Regions from separate parts of the Zea mays genome. Here region 1 is linked to region 2. A link is a contact called in public Hi-C data. All regions are on one chromosome and are shown on one strand. Each heading gives the region's core, a stretch centred on a gene start, on an enhancer-like site or on the middle of the called end of the contact. The rest is flanking DNA. Distances are from core to core; before and after follow the strand shown. Region 1 holds the start of LOC107521953 (Zinc finger nuclease2). Region 2 holds the start of LOC732777 (bHLH transcription factor PTF1).

Evidence for each region. A called contact is a pair of places that touch in the nucleus more often than the background predicts.
Region 1: a contact with region 2 is called in a Hi-C map of bundle sheath, with 2.6 times the contacts expected there. The contact joins the promoter of LOC107521953 here to the promoter of LOC732777 in region 2. A contact is called at or near these places in 2 of 25 Hi-C or Micro-C datasets (bundle sheath and tassel).

What each region holds. Positions count from the first base shown.
Region 1 is chr9:13,073,763-13,079,554 of Zm-B73-REFERENCE-NAM-5.0, forward strand. LOC107521953 (Zinc finger nuclease2) reads right to left here and starts at 2,984. Exons shown (of 1, transcript NM_001321755.1): 1 at 1,629-2,984. The coding sequence starts at 2,866. The coding sequence ends at 1,871.
Region 2 is chr9:12,902,677-12,908,212 of Zm-B73-REFERENCE-NAM-5.0, forward strand. LOC732777 (bHLH transcription factor PTF1) reads left to right here and starts at 2,290. Exons shown (of 8, transcript NM_001112397.1): 1 at 2,290-3,026; 2 at 3,141-3,233; 3 at 3,330-3,425; 4 at 3,536-3,694; 5 at 3,821-3,886; 6 at 4,483-4,548; 7 at 4,649-4,717; 8 at 5,006-5,399. The coding sequence starts at 2,367. The coding sequence ends at 5,242.

The DNA.
Region 1 (5,792 bases), core at 1,734-4,233, 170 kb after region 2:
CTACGTCTATATAACAAAATTATATGTATAATATAGTAATAGTTAATGAAAAAGATGGTTCTTATTATATATTTATTTATTTTATTTATCTTAGGAATGTGTTATGCAGTTTTATTGACGATTAGGATTTAGGAGTACGCATCTCTTTCTTAAAAAAGAAAAGAAATCAGCAATGAGAAAACGGGTCTGACGATGCGTATATAGGCCTGGTTCTCAACCAGCACAGCACAGCACTCTCCGTCTCCACTGAGCTGTGGCTGTGGTTGGCCTGCAAGCCCATGCGCCAAACTGGGCCTTTATCGGGACCCCGAGCGCCCAGCGGTTCGACCGTGACCACTGACCAGCCGGCCCGGACGCCTGCCTCTCGCTCTCTACCGTTGGGCCTTGGCCTCGCGGTGCGCTTCGTGAATCGCCCGACGAGAAGCACGTGTTCGCTGACGCACGCACGGGCCCAGTAATCGCCCACCTCGCCGTCCCGCCGGGCGCCACGTTCGTCAACGGCCCGCCTAACCTCTCCGTCCCGGTTTACACTCACAGCACCCGGGGTTAGGTGAGGAGGTGCGGTGGGTGACGCACGCACGCACGCCACGCAGCTGCGCTACCGGCTGCAACGCAACTGCAGTGCCCGCGGCGGCTCGCTCGCTCGCTCGTCTGACGTGAGGCCATGACACTCTACTCGACACGGTTTCCTCGCCCCGGTTTCGTGCAGACAACTCCCAAACTGCCCCTCATACATCGAAGCGTCGTTAAACAAAGGCCGTCGTGCGTCTACCTTGAGTTTAACCCCGGCAGCAGGCTCATCCGACGACCTGTCCTGTCCTGTCCCTGCGACGGAGACCGACTGACTTTCGCCCAAGAAACTTCGCACTAGCTAGCGCGCGCGTGGCAACGGCAAGGCGGCCGGCCTGGTCGTGCGACCCCGTTGGCCGCCACGACGACTCCACCGCGCATTGCCTCTGCATCTCGGCTCTCTCACACGTGGTTGACTGACCGACCGGTGACTGCATGCATGCGGTTTCAAGTCAATTGCTGCTTAATTTAAGGGAGGAGACGAGACGAGACGGACGGGGGAGGGCGGGGCCAGAGCTCGTACTCCGCATGCCCGCGAGCCGCCGTCTCAGGCCTCCGGCTAGCCTCCACGCGCCGCCGTGTTTGATCGGCAAGCGACGACGACCGGAGATGTGACGGGACTGGACCAAGGACGGCAACAGGATTAGGAGTGCTGGGCCCTGAAGTGCAGGGGACAGGTTTTCGTCAGCTGGAACCGAACTCTTTTGCCGGAAACGCGTAGACCTTGTCCCCCGCACACTTGCCACTCCGGCCAGCCTACGGTTTTTTTTCCACTTTGTTAGGCACGTTTCATTCATCTATCTTTCCGTCGGCAAGGCAATCACCTTTTTTGAGTTGGTAAGTACAGTTTGACCATTTCTACTAGGAGTACCACGGTCCTGACTGAAGACGGTAGTTAGTGACTGACAGCAACAAGTGAGTAGTGACCCATTTTTTACTGCGGCTCCTAAAGAAACCGAACGTGTTCAAGTGGAACACATGCACCTCATAGCAAGGAAACATCCTTGACCAGAGAAGGCACACGAAGTCTAAATTTCAAGAAAAGAGACTCCTGATTAACATATGAACAAATTCACCATTCATCCCCACCACCAACGGCAACCAATCAACACCAATATTTTCCTCTGTTTACATAGGAATTTTCGAACCAAAAAACTCCTTTTTCGAATCATGAAAGGTAAAAGAAAAAAAAGGGGGAAGAAGAAAGAATGAACGCATGCGCTGCGCGCGCTCCGGCGATCGGCGAGTCGGGCCAAATGCGTCCCGGAGCAGAGCTCGGGATGGGGGGGATCTGGATGGATCAGTGCGCGTGCGCCGACGGAGGCGTCTTCGGAGTCTTTGGCGGGCGGGCGGTGGCGGCGGCGGCGGCCTCGCCCCCCGCGAGCCCCTGTTCGATGTCGCGCGGGCTGTAGGAGGAGGAGGTGCCGACCATGGCCTGCTTTCCTCTGCTCAGCAGCCGGCGCAGCGACCGCAGCCTGGCGGACACCGGGGACCGCATCTCGTCGGCGCTCCCGGGCATCCGGCTGGCCGGCAGCGGGGAGTTGGCGGGCGGCGGCGTGGTCGTGGTCGTGGCCACGGCCCGCGTCGGGATGTCGATGACCAGGTTCTCCTTCCTGCGCCCGGAGGCCGAGGAGCTGGCCGACGGGGCGGCGCGCGGCGGCGCGACGAGCCCGGCGTTGGTGACCTCGTCGTGGGTGCCCCAGAACAGGACGTTGGTGGGGAACACGGGCAACTCCAGCGGCGCGCCGGAGGGCTCCTCCCGCGGCAGCGCGTCGAGGTCGCCCACGGGGGCGCGGCAGAGGGGGCACGTGTCGTGGGAATGGAACCACATGTCGATGCACTCCACGTGGAACCCGTGGGAGCACTTGGGCAGCGTCCGCACCTTCTCGCCGTCGCCCACCTCGGACAGGCACACCGCGCACTCCAGCGCGTCCTTGTCCTTGCCGCCGGGGGAGCCGTAGACGGTGACGGGGAGGGATTGCAGGACGGAGGCGGGCAGGCCGCGCTGCGGGAGCGGGGACGCGGCAACGAAGAGGAACCGCGAGGACGGCGACGACGGCGCCAGCAGCGGGTTCGCGCCCAGGTAGCGCTTGGCGTAGAGGTAGAGGAGGAAGACGAAGACGACGACCATGAAGAGGAAGATGACGGCGGCGAGGAGCACCCCGTTGCTGATGGCCAGCTGCTGCTGCCCCGAGCTACCCGGGGCCGGGAACATGCCGTCGCTGCTGCTGGCGCTTTGCCACGCCGGCGGCGAGGGCGCCGCCGCCGCCGAGACCGAGGACGTCCTAGGGATCATGGCTGCCTGCCTTCAACGAACGGACTTATCGCGGCGCTTTTGTTTCTTGCCGCTGGCTGACGACGCCGCAGGCGCAGCTGATGAGCGAAGCGGAGAGGAGACGACTACGGGACACGGGAAGGGAGGGACTGAGAGGAGCGACGAGCAGGAAGGAACGCACACACTCTGTATTTGAAGGTGTGCGTGGTGAGGCCAAGGCGGCTTGCCGTGGTGGGATCCTCTGCGGCGCGGCATGGGGTGACTGGGCCACGGCATGCCATGCCCCCCCCCCCCCCCCCCCCGCCTCCCTAGCGCAGAGGATCCTGGTATGCGTGGCGGACTTTGTCACCCAGTGGTTGCGGGGCTTTGGGATCCGCGGAACGAGACAACGCCCCGGTCGCGGGTCGCCTCGGTCTGTTTTGACTGCTCTGCCGCCCGCTTCTGCTGTGCTGGGCCTTCAACGTGCACTCCCACTCGGCTGCCACGAACCTCGGCGGCGGCCTCGCAGAAGCATCCAACTGGCGGCGCGCCGAGCCGCGGCCAGCAGAGACCGGAAAGGCTGCCACCGCGCCGGGGCGAGGAAGGCGTAGCCGTCGTTGCTGGGCGACGGACGGGGCGGGCCTGCCGCCGGCCGGTCGTCGACGACCGGGGCGTCTACCGTCTACGAGATTTCCGTTTCCCGTGCGAAATCTCTCGCGTTTGACGTGTGTGCGTGGCTGGCCGGACGGGGGGCGTGCGTCGATAGCCAAGCCTCCTCTGCTGCCAGCGTGTCCTTCGCTCTGTTTCAACGGACGATCGACTCGACTACTAGTTTGTTAAAAGGGATATCGTATATGGTGAGAAATAATAATCGGATATATAGGGCCTGTTTGTTTCAGCTTCTAGCAGCTTCTGGCCACCAAAAGCTGCTGCGGACTGCCAAACGCTCAGCTTTTCAGCCAGCTTCTATAAAATTCGTTGGGGGCAAAAACCATCCAAAATCAACATAAACACATAATTGGTTGAGTTGTTGTAATAGTAGGAATCCGTCACTTTCTAGATCCTGACCCCTATGAACAACTTTATCTTCCTACACACGTAATCGTAATGATACTCAGATTCTTTCCACAGCCAGATTCTCCCCACAGGCGGCCACCGCGACGGAATGCCGGGGCTTTTGCGCTGCATCTCGGGCAGAAAGGAAAGGTCGTGGTCGCTGTGCCGGAACTCATGGCATTGGCAGCACGGCGAACGCTCTCGGTCGTCGGTTAGAGCTTAGCAATTCCACCGTTTTAACTATAACCTTTTTCTTTTTAGGTGCAATGGATTTTGAAGATGTACTGGCCTAGTGGCCTTGACCCTATTCGCACCGCAGTTGACTCGGGGATAAAACGGACGCAAAGCTTTGACTTTGATGCGTATGGGCTTTATTCGGCCTTTCGACACAAACACAAGCTAGGCCCACGTCCCAGGCCTTTCTGCTCCAATAAGGCCCGGCTTGCGGACAAGCCCGTCGGGGGCGATCCAACCCCCATTTCCAAGCTCCCGTTACATAAATAGAGAGAAACGAGCTGTAAAGAAGAAGAAAAAAAACAAGCTATTCTCGAGCTATGTTAGCTTAGGGCGCTGGGATGCCCGACACGGTATCACGATCGGCATGGCCCATTTAAAACCACCCGTGTCGTGTTTGGACTGAAACTTCGGTCCGGACCAAAGTAACACAGTATGCTAAGTTTTTAAAACCCAAGTGACACAGCATAACGTGTCTGAAGACTCCGCGACCGCGTACCAGGGCACACGACACACGCGAGAGAGGCTCCAGCGTAACACGCCACTTTCGCTATATCGGGTTTTTATCAAAACCGGTTTTGAACGATTTTACGTGAATCATCCAAGTTCAGAACCCATTTTCTGAAGTCGGAAACTTAAATGACATAACATACACCAAGTCTAAGGACCGCCGATATATTTTACTCTAATTTTTTTCAGTGTACAGGTACAGGTTTAGAATGCACGCCATTGTGGCTTCGACGCTTGTACAAATGGGGCTGCCAACTGCTAGTAGTAATAGCGTATTTGAATACAATCCTGTCAGCTAAGAACGTATATTTGACTTTCCCGTAGGAATTAATAGTCTCAAGTTGTCCAAGTTTGTTGTTGATTCTTTGAGAACTGGCAATTCATCCATCAAATCCATCCAATAAAATATCCCGCGGAGCTGTGGGCTTGTGGCGTCCTCTAGCTCTAGTATTCCATTTTGTTTATTCTGAGCTCTCCCTTCGGCCTTATTCGTGAAGTGTCGGATTGTACCCGGAATCGTTGCAGCTAATAAAAGTTTATATAAATTAGAGAAGCAATCCGGTTAGAAATCGTTTTGACCCACCAATCCGGCACAAACGAACAAGGCCTTAAATGGCCCATGCACTGTTTCTTTCTGTGTATTTTAATCTCCTTGGCCCTTGGGACTTTGCACATGTGCGCAGTTTTGGTACGGTTCAAAAGAGTTGACATTGGCGCGTCGGCTGAGCTGTAAACGTCTCCAACTGTCGAGATAACCAATTAATCAGATAATTAGTGACGAGGAATAGCGAGGAGAAAGGACTCGTGACCGCATATTCATTTTACTACTTGTGCTGTTTGATAATGTTGCACCGTGTAAACGTAAACGCGAAAAATGGAACCAAATTAAGTGAATACTTAGGTCCTGTTCGTTTACATCGGATTGCATCCGGAATTATTCCGGCTAATCAAAGTTTATATAAATTATATAAGCAATCCGGCTCGGAATCGTTCCGACCCACCAATCCGACACAAACGAACAAGGCCTTACTTTATTTGGTTCCCGTCCGTAAAGAAATATACGAGACGGATAGATTATTACAGTCAGGTTTGAGTTGTCTTCAACTATGGATGATGATTGTCTGCTTTACTCCCATCACCTGTAAAAAACGTCTAAGTACCCCCCTCA
Region 2 (5,536 bases), core at 1,040-3,539:
AAGAAAAAATTAGTGACGACGTAGTCCAACATAGTCTGAGCTGATCGAGCAGCTGGCCTCCACCGACCGAAGCTGCCCATCTCAGGAAAAAGGAACACATAATAGCACTCACACACAAAAGGCTCGTTCTCAAACCCATATTTTTTAATAAAACATGATTTCCCTTACCAATCGCAAAACAAAATTACCGCAATTGCATGACAGTGACAACAGGAAGCCAGAACATTCCATCCTCTCACACGGAATCGGCGTCGACACGATACAGCGGGGGCAAAAAAAAAAAAAAGGGCTGCGTCGATCCAAAATGCGTTCTTTTTGTTTGTTTCACTCATTCCGTCCACCCGGTGGCCGCCGTCTATTTCCAGCCTCCAAAAGGCGGAAAAAAAGGACGCGTGCAGAAATAGTCAGAAAAGAGGGATGGTACTAAAAAAACAAACAAAAAGGCACACCAGTTCACCAACTGCTGTCTCTCTGTCTCCTGCTAGCGCTGAGCGAGCGAGCGTCGGAGAATTCAGCAGTCCAGTCCAACGCGTCTTCCAGTCTTTCGCCCAAGAGCAAAGACCGCAAAGGCCACTCCTTTTTCTCCTCCCCCCTCCCCAAACCGCCGCCTCCTCTCCCCCCCTCGACCTCTCCTCTGCTCATAGTCTCACCCGAGTCACCTCCACACACACACACACACACACACACACCGATACACGGACACATACACGCGCTCTCCCTCCTCCTCCTCCTCCTCCAGTCCCGGCAACGGAAGGTCCACTGCGGCGCCGGCCTCACTGGTAAGCGTCAAGTCTGTTTCCTCCCCTTCGACGGGGCCAGCTTTCAGCAACCCGTGATCCTTCGAGCGCGATTCGCTGCTTCGTGTACCTATCGCCATGGGGATGGTCCAGAACTCCAGATGGAGACGGACGATCGATTGGCGTGGGTGGGATTGATTGATGCATCATGCAGGCGTAGTGTTTCGTTCGGGGTTTCTTCTATCTGTTCCGACGATTCCGTAAGACGGGGGGTACGGTTGGAGAAGATTCATCTTGTTGTACACATCTCTTCTTGTCTGCCTGGATTTTTACCAGCTCAATCCTCGACGGAGAAGTGGAAAAAGGGGAAAAGAAGGGATGTCGTGTGATCAATTTTGCTAATAGAGAAACGAGGAGACGGCTAGGCTATCGGCCGCTTTTGTTCGTACATCTTTTTTTTTCTTTTTTTTGGCTGACCGTATCTCTGTTTCGCACTAGCCAGAAGAAGGCATAAATGCAGACGGTTGTTGATGACCTCTAGTTATGAGTCATTTGGTGGACATGACATTCAGGGGGGCTTTTAAGTGCTCACGTAGTGTCAGAGATAGATGATAGCTGGCGTTTTACAAGTCAGTTCTGCGTTTCTGGTTAGGCCAGAACTTAACTGGTGTGACATATGAGTACGCGAGCAGTTGATGGTAGCATTCATCCTCTAGCTTCACACAGGGAGGAAAATATTCAGTGGGTTTAACTATAGGGTCGTATATATATATTCTAACGTCAGAAATGGAATATGATAACAAAATTAGGTCGAATGGCTGTAGAGTAGAGAAGGGAAGTTGTGTTCACCTGGCATTGTGATAACAAAAGAATAATTTATTTGGCATGATTGTTGGAACTTCGATTACGCTTTTACTGCCGCATGTTTGTTTATAATACGGAATGGTTCAGGATGGAAGCCTGTGACCTGTGTTGTGTCTAAAGCTGTTATATTTTTGCTGCTATCAGTAATTAACTCATTCTACAACTCTTTTCTAATAGTTATTATGTATATCTATTTGGCATTAAATATAGAGTGGTCCTTCATTCTATTGCCCATCCCAACTTTCACTTTCTCAGGGAAATATCCAGACTAGTGACAAAATCAGTGCCCCATGACCCCATCCGTAGAAGATTTCTATGCTTAACAGTCATGAACATGACATTGATGTTTGCTGAGGGCCTGAGGGGAACCTGTCAACTGTATGCAGTAAGCATGGGAGAGTTCAAATTAGTTGGGCGTATTTTAATGTTGCTTATTGAAGTGATTAACGTCTGTTCCAAAAATACATTTCTTCAAGATCTTTATGCTCCCAAGGATTATTTGATTATATACTTTTGCATTATTGGTTCATGCATGAAATCTTATGAAGAATTGGCAGATGTTCTTTAAGCATCATTATGTCCTGCCTTTTTATAAATGGAAGCATTCTAGACATCTACCATTCTCTTTAATGACTAACTAATTAATTTTCTCTTCTCAATGAAGGCATCACCATATTGCCAACCGCGCATATTTTCAGTTTGTAGAAGCCATCTTTTAAAGAACATTTTGGGCAGAGATTGCCAGTACTATTACTTGTGGTTAACATGGACTTCTCAGCTGGTTCCTACTTCACATCATGGCCTGTCAATTCTGCTTCTGAGAGCTACAGTTTGGCTGATGGTTCAGTTGAATCCTATGGAGGAGAAGGAATCATGCCACCTTCAAGCTACTTCATGACAGCCAGATCAGATCACAATTTAAAATTCAGTGTGCATGAACAGGATTCCACTATGCTTCCAAACGACCAATTGACCTATGCTGGCGCTAGGCAGACTGATCTATTACCTGGCGAGACTCCATCTAGGGATAAGCTTTGTGAGAATCTTCTGGAGCTTCAACGACTGCAGAATAACAGCAGCCTACCGAGTAATTTAGTGCCCCCAGGGGTACTTCAGCACAATTCAACACCTGGGGCCTTTCATCCGCAGTTGAATACTCCTGGACTTTCAGAACTGCCTCATGCCTTATCTAGTTCAATTGATAGTAATGGAAGTGAAGTTTCTGCTTTTCTCGCTGATCTAAATGCTGTTTCTTCAGCCTCAGCTTTGTGTTCCACATTCCAAAATGCTTCTTCATTCATGGAACCAGTAAATCTAGAAGCTTTCAGTTTTCAAGGGGCACAAAGTGATTCTGTTTTGAACAAAACAACACATCCAAATGGGAATATCTCAGTATTTGACAGTGCTGCCTTGGCATCACTACATGTAATTCTCATTACAGAGATAACTTCTTCCTTCAAGAAAACTTTATAGGAAGCTGCTCTGCTACACATTTATCTCATTCAATTAAATTAATTTTGGGTTCCTTTTGTAATACAGGATAGCAAAGAGTTTATCAGTGGTAGGCTCCCCTCATTTGCTAGTGTCCAGGAAACAAACGTAGCTGCTAGTGGTTTCAAGACTCAGAAGCAGGTTATTCATATATAAACAGTGCCATTAAAGAGAATATCTGAATTGCATCTTACTGTTAGTTTGAATTGTACCAGTAACTCAACTTTTATGCTTCAGGAGCAAAATGCAGTGTGCAACGTTCCTATCCCTACGTTCACTGCACGTAATCAAATTGCAGTTGCTGCAATGCCCGGATCACTGATCCCTCAAAAGGTTTTTATGTTCTCTCTAAAAAGAATGCATTTCTGCTCAGTCACTGTGCTCCTTTTATGCTATCTTTCAAGATTGTACGTGACGTGCGGTTGTTATTTCAAATGTTTTAGATTCCTTCATGGATCAATGAAAACAAAAGTGAGGGTCCTGTTAGCCATCCTTCTGATGTACAAATCCAACCAAATTCTGTTGGAAATGGTGTTGGTGTGAAGCCACGAGTAAGGGCTCGTCGTGGACAGGCAACTGATCCTCATAGCATTGCTGAACGAGTGAGTTTTTCTTTATGTGATCAGTCCACCTCAGTGCAAACAGAAGAGTTACATAATATTTTTGAATTATTTGTTTGGCTTGCATTATGTATCATAAGTTTGACTACAATTTCATATATGTTGCAGCTTCGCAGAGAAAAAATTTCAGATAGGATGAAAAATCTACAAGATCTTGTCCCGAATTCTAATAAGGTACATTTCTTTGGGGGTTTAACTTGTTTGGTGCATTTTCATATTGCAACTGGAGCTGCAACTGCAGTTATTAAAACTGATCATCGAGCTAATTATCAAAACTTTGCTACTTATATATGCAACGGGAACATGTATTTCTTAGTTGTGGCTTGAAATCTGCAAGTGACACAATAGAATTGAGTATTTATTAAATTTAAGGTTCTTTTTTGGGGGTTCACAATTTCAAGTCTTCAACTCTACAAATACGCTGGAGTGAATGTTGGATTTCTTTGTGCCAACAATAGTCATTACCTGTTTAGCCTTTGGTTCAGTTCAACTGTGATGAAGCTATAAGGACATGTTTAGTGTTTTTTTTGGATTGGATGTATTTCACTGGAAAGTTTTGGATCTAGTTAAAAATTGAACTAAATGCTAGGTTCAAACGAAACAGCACACATTCAGTTATCCAAAGCCCCAGTTTCTGTTGATTCAGAGCTTGTTCAATGTAGCTGAAATACCATGCCAAGGAATACAGCAGTTTTACCTTTCTTTAAAGACGTTTATTTTGTTTAATTCTCTTGAATAAGATGGAGTTTCGAATCTTATGATGCAAGCAGGCAGACAAGGCATCCATGCTGGATGAAATCATTGATCATGTGAAATTTCTTCAGCTTCAGGTCAAGGTATGGCTGTGAACAAATTTTTTTGGGAACAAGCACAAGTAACTTTTCTGGTTTGGCAAAAGATGATTAACATTCTTCCCTTTTACCTGGTTTCATTCAGGTGTTAAGCATGAGTAGGCTAGGAGCTCCAGGAGCAGTTCTTCCCCTTCTCGCAGAATCTCAGACTGAGGTGCCAAACCTTCTAATTTCCTTGCAAAAGTATCGTTGTTTTATAATTGGTGACATAGACTTCCCATCTTTTTTTCATCTGTATGCCCAACTGCAATGCCTGAGACAAATTCCGCTATGACATGCCATGATAGCTTATAACAGCAGTCATTTTTTTTGGTGCATAACATCATGCACTCCTTTAGTTCCACTTGTACTGGAGTTGAGTTTGATACGGATTTGCCTCCTGCTTTAACATCGAGATACCGGTAATTCACTTCATTTCCATGCACTGTCACGATTCATGTAGGGTTACCGCGGTCAACTTCTGTCAGCTCCAACCAACGCACAAGGATTACTGGACACGGAAGAATCGGAAGACACCTTCGCCTTCGAGGAAGAGGTTGTGAAGCTAATGGAAACCAGCATCACAAGCGCAATGCAGTACCTTCAGAACAAGGGACTCTGCCTGATGCCAGTTGCCCTTGCTTCCGCCATATCCACCCAGAAGGGCGTCTCCGCCGCGTCAATCCCTCCCGAACAGTGAAATAAAGACATGCTGCTGCTCCCATGAGTACGAGGAAACAACTGCAGAAGACAGAAAACTCAAGATGGCTGAAGAATGCAGCAAAGCCCGTATAGAGTACAGGGTAGGAAGTTAGTCTGACCAGTGTTCATGACCTCATCTACTAATTTGCTTTTCAGAATCAGCTTTTTGGTATCTATTGCGCATAAGTTGGTTTTTCCTTTTCCCTTGCTCTCTCTCTCTCTCTCTCCCTGGGGCCGTATCCGGGTGCTCCGTGGATAGTTGCGTTTCAGAAACTTGAACTGTATCTGGATG